Regions from separate parts of the Zea mays genome. Here region 1 is linked to region 2. The links are chromatin contacts, called in public Hi-C maps. All regions are on one chromosome and are shown on one strand. The core of a region is the stretch at or near the end of the contact, and the rest is flanking DNA. Distances in the headings are between cores, read along the strand shown. Region 1 holds the start of LOC100281849 (ZIP zinc/iron transport family protein). Region 2 holds the start of LOC100216823.

What was found. A called contact is a pair of places that touch in the nucleus more often than the background predicts.
Region 1: a contact with region 2 is called in a Hi-C map of tassel, with 2.4 times the contacts expected there. The contact joins the promoter of LOC100281849 here to the promoter of LOC100216823 in region 2. A contact is called at or near these places in 3 of 25 Hi-C or Micro-C datasets (endosperm, leaf and tassel).

What each region holds. Positions count from the first base shown.
Region 1 is chr7:22,664,154-22,666,853 of Zm-B73-REFERENCE-NAM-5.0, reverse strand. It overlaps LOC100281849 (ZIP zinc/iron transport family protein), which reads left to right and starts at 1,360. Exons shown (of 3, transcript NM_001154769.3): 1 at 1,360-2,178; 2 at 2,324-2,473. The coding sequence starts at 1,441.
Region 2 is chr7:22,429,611-22,432,310 of Zm-B73-REFERENCE-NAM-5.0, reverse strand. It overlaps LOC100216823, which reads left to right and starts at 1,284. Exons shown (of 3, transcript NM_001143219.2): 1 at 1,284-1,684. The coding sequence starts at 1,436.

The sequences.
Region 1 (2,700 bases), core at 111-2,610, 230 kb before region 2:
AACTAATTTTATTCCCATAAAAGTTATTACTCTTAAATGTTATATCATGTTGTCTAAAAAATATAATATGACATATTGTTAAATGTGTATGATAACCGTGAAACTACTGTTAATAGTAGCCTAAGAGTATGTATAATAGGTGTCTTGAGCTGTGCTTTCGAATGTGTCTATGGGATTACCTGTTTGTTTACCCCCATGGATTATATAATCTGGATTATTTTTGGAGGATTATATAATCTGGATTATATAATCTGGATTATATAATCTGAGTAGTCCTGTTTGTTTACCCAGATTATTTGAGTTGTTAATAGGATTCTTTTGTATGAGGAAGACAAGAATGCCCTCTATATTTGTACTAGGTTGAAACTCATATATATATAAAAAATAATTCAATTGACATTGGCAAATATTGCATTAGCAATATTATCACGGAAGGCATTCATGTCACCTTCTTCATCCCCAAATTGACTAGTACTAGGCGCAAAAACGATTCGGTGGATTATAATGGCAATGGTGGGTAATTTCTAGGAAACTTGAAAGGGTAGTGGGGAAGTGGGAAAAAATAATCTGAAATAAGCACCTCCTCACTTGCTTATGGATTATCATAATCCAAGGGGTTAGATTATATAATCTGGGCAAATAAGCTGGACTGTTTGTTTGCCTCTTAGGATTATTTAATCCAGATTATATAATCTGGGGGTAAACAAACAGACCCTAAATGTAAAAAAACTTAAGACATGTATCTTGACGAAAGCACGTTGTCCTCGTTCTATGCTCGAGAAAGGAGACTAGTTAATTGATCAATTTAATTTATAAAATATGTTGATTGGTGTAATGAATATAGTAAAACACAGATTTTAGACATGTCCATTGTATTATATTTTATTTTAGTCGTGTGTTATATTTGAAATACCGTACAACAGTGCCAAAAAATTGCCAGAAAATATTAGTTATTTCACAGGCTCAACATCACCTGATCTATAAAGACGCCTTACGTGTCAATGCCTCGATGTCACGTGTTCACTTGAGACGGTCTCGGGGCGGTTAGACACAGCGGCATTCACCCATCCGCTCGCGGCGGCAGGGACGCGTCTGTTCCCTTCTGTCTAGCACTAAAAAAAGTGTCGTCATTTGCCAGTAATTCCCCTCCCAACAACCAGAAGATCCCAAGGAAACCTCGTACTTGGCGCTGTGCCCTCTCCTTCCTGTCGTCATCGTGTCACGGTCGGTCGTTTGTTACAAAAATCTCCCCCAATCCAAGTAACGCGATTAAATCCCTAATGAATCTACGAGCTGAAATCACGAGGCCCTGCCGCCTCCGCCGCCTATATGAGACCACCTACGTAGCTGGCTGCGTCTGCGCGCGAGCTCCTCCCCTGTACCCCTACCTCTCCACCCCCTCCTCGTGCCGTCCACGCACCACCGGCGCGCCGCGCTGCCATGGCCATGAGGCCACGCGCCGCGCTCGCCCTCTCCCTGGCAGCCGGCGTCCCGCTGGTCCTCCTCCTCCTCCTCCTCGCGCCCGGCGCGCGCGCCGACGACGGCAGCGGCGGGTGCGGGGCGGCGGGCGGCGGCGAGGCGGCGCCGGGCGACCGCGCGCGGGCCAGGGCGCTGAAGATCGCGGCCTTCTTCTCCATCCTCGTGTGCGGGGCGCTGGGCTGCTGCCTGCCCGTGCTGGGGCGGCGCGTGCCGGCGCTGCGCCCCGACAGGGACGTGTTCTTCCTCATCAAGGCGTTCGCGGCGGGGGTCATCCTGGCCACGGGGTTCATCCACATCCTCCCCGACGCGTTCGAGAAGCTCACGTCCGATTGCCTCTCCGGCGGGCCGTGGCAGGACTTCCCCTTCGCGGGGCTCGGCGCCATGGTCGGCGCCATCGGCACGCTCGTCGTCGACACCGTCGCCACGGGCTACTTCACGCGCGTCCACTTCAAGGACAGCGCCGCCGCCGCCGTGGGCGCCGCCGCCGTCGGCGACGAGGAGAAGCAGCAGCAGCAGGCGGCGTCGGCGCCGCACGTCGACGACGGAGCAGACGGCGACGGCCACGGCCACGGCGGGCACGTGCACATGCACACGCACGCGACGCACGGGCACTCGCACGGCGCCTCGGCGCTCGTGGCCGCCGTCGGCGGCGCCGAGGGCGACAAGGAGCACGCGCTGCGCCACCGTGTCATCGCTCAGGTAACCGACCGACGATCCCTGTTGAGTATTCACAGCTGTTGTTATAACCGTGTGCAGTTATCATTCACCACACCACCGTCGTTATAAATAAAATGGCATGCATTTATCATGCGTTTTTGTTTTCTTTTTTTGGTTTCGTACGTAGGTTCTTGAGCTTGGGATTGTGGTGCACTCGGTGATCATCGGCATCTCCCTCGGCGCGTCTCAAGACCCCAGCACCATCAAGCCTCTTGTGGTCGCCCTCAGCTTCCACCAAATGTTCGAGGGCATGGGTCTAGGCGGCTGCATCGTTCAGGTAATCATCATACAGTCCATTGTCCTAAGATATACAGTCCATTAATCGGTCTGCTCTACTACGTACCTTGATTTGTCTAAGATGACCGCACTAATAAGCTCCTGTTCCAAACAAATTAAATTAGTTAGGAGGTTTAAAAACGAACAGCTAATGAACTAGCTAGTAATAGTAATTGGAGGTCTAAAACTAGCAGTCTAAAGCGAAGTATGATTTGATTTGGTATCCTT
Region 2 (2,700 bases), core at 35-2,534:
GGAAAATCCACACATCCAAACTCACCAGATGCCTCAAAAAAATAGCGGTGACTCCCAGGTAAGTAGGAATCTAAGACAAAACTATGGATAATTAAAATCCACAAGATGGTCATGAACAAATCACTCACCAATGGTTCCCGTGAAGGAGATGGGCTTGACGCTTTGACTCGTGCGGATGTCGTTCAAGATTAGGATTAGATCCTGCTGCACCAAACATGGGTAGCGGCACTTAAGAGGTTATTGAACTAAGGTGCGCACACGAAATTCAATAGAGGTGAAGTGAGCCCGTCACCTGTTCCTCAGATGCTATGTCAAGTGTGCGTTGTAGAAACTGAGGAAGAATGTCGGTCGTGGTGAGCGAGGAAAGGGAGAGAAGTACGGCAATAGAACCCCTATCTCTACCAGATGCTTTCGACCGTCAATTTTTTTCTCCAACTGATTCTAGAAACCTCGGGACGTTTTATTATTATTAGGAGCTGATGAGAAAATAAAAAAGCAATAAAAAGGCCGCCCGACCAACAAAATGGGATTTCGAGGATAGGATTGCGCCTACAGCGATGCGGAGCGGAGGGAGATATTGCAGTGGAGGAGGAACGGATCGCGGCGACGCCATGGATAAGGGCGCAGTAGGGGAGGCATGATTTATGGATCTGCCGAGCGGCTCTGGCGTGGTGGCAGCGCATCGGAGGATTGGTTGCGGCGACTGCCATGCATGGAAGGGCACTGTGGGGGAGGAAAGGACCGAACCGTGAGCCATGGATGGAAGGGCGTGGTTGGGGAGGCGCTCCTCATCGCACGGACTTAATAGTGTGCCACAGATGGAAGGGCACAGTGGGGGAGGTGTTCCTCATTGCACGGATTGTGGTGACCGCTATGGATGGAATGGGGCGGTGGGGGAGGCGATTGAGAGCATCGTAGGCTCGTCCGTGCGATGAGGAGCGGAGCGAGAGGATTGCACGGCAGAACCTTAGGCACGGTTGTGGACGCCTACAGTAAAGTCTTAAAGAGTAGTACAGATTATTCTAAATGAGATATTATATGTGGATATAACTAGGATATTTTGACTAAAAATGAGAAAAACGAAAATGGTCGAAAAACATCTATAATGTTTTGTCTATTTTTACATTTGTCAAAAAAGAAAAAAAGAAATATCTATGAATGCAAATTCGAATAATCGAATTGAAACGGGACGATATATATCCGACCGTTTTCACCCTACTTCCACTAACCAGTCTCAAACCTCACCGGCGGCGGTCATTGACCGCAACTGGTTGCCGTGTTTACTTCCCCCACGCGCCACGTTTCCGCGCATCCCGAGACTCCGAGAGAGTGGCTGGCGGAACGGAACACAAATCCAATCTCGCTACGTGAAGTTCGCCTCGCGGCCTCGCCTACCACCACCCGTGCCCGTGTCCCGCCGCCGGCGGCGCTGGGGATGGCGGGGCCCAAGGCGGCTGAGGACGGCTCGGCGGCTCCGCTGCTGCCTGCGCAGGCGGGGGAACGGAGCTCAGGAGGCGTGGGCGGAGGGGCCACGTCCGCGCAGACGCTGGGGAACGTGGTTGTCTCCATCGTGGGCACCGGTGTGCTCGGCCTCCCCTACGCCTTCCGCGCGGCCGGCTGGGTCGCGGGCTCCATCGGCGTCGCCGCCGCCGGCTCCGCCACGCTCTACTGCATGTTGCTACTCGTCAGTACGCTCGCCCGCCCGCCCATCCCTCCTTACTGATCCTCACACTGCCTGCTGCTCCCGAGCAGGAGTAGGCGAGTACAGTAGACGCCGGTCGCGTTCTCTCTCTTCCCCACCATTCGTTCTGCTGTTTGACCGGGCCTGGCGTGCTCTTCGCCAACTTTGTGCTGCAGCCTGCAGTGTTCGCTGTGCTGTTCCCTTCCAGATCCGATCATCCGAATGGCTCATAAAATTAAAAATCTTCTAGATTTGAAGGGCCGAGACAGCAGTACTTGTGGGGATATATCCTGTTGTACGATCGTGCAATCAATCAATGTATATCATTGATTGTAAATCATGTAGTGCTAATGTTTTACATATAACCTCTTGTTTTGTGTCTCAGTGCAAATACCCCCGTTTATATTATTTGAAGACACCATAAGATGGACAATCAAAGGCGGAGATTGCTTGATTGCACGATTGCACCAATACATATAATTGCACAAGATATGTCTTCATACTGGACTACTGGTGTATTCCCTCCGACCCCCCAAAATATCTTTCTAGTTAATCAATCTTAACTTTTGTCAAATATATAAAAAAATGTGTTAATTTATTATGCATAAGGAGCATCATTAGATGAATAATGAAACACATTTCAGTAATAAATTTATTTGGAGCTTACTCCAAACCTAGGATGATACTTTTTCCTTGGTGGAGAGGGAGTAAGAAATTTCCCACCTGTTCTTGTATCGTACAGATTATTGAGTTGTGGTTTCCCATGTCCAAATTTTCAAGAAACGAACTGCAAAGGACAAAGTGTTTCTGCTTGCATTACTCTCTCATTCATCTTCCAATAAAAAAACTGTGAGTCCGTCTTTCTGCCATTTGAAGCACGACTCTCCTAAATGTGCTAAGATTCTGCCAAAAGATTAGTCAATGAATCAAACTTGATTTTGCAATTGACCAGCTTCTTGACTCCATTTTAAATTCAAAATGCACTGGTTTCTTTCCGACTTAAAGAAAAAATCGTTTAA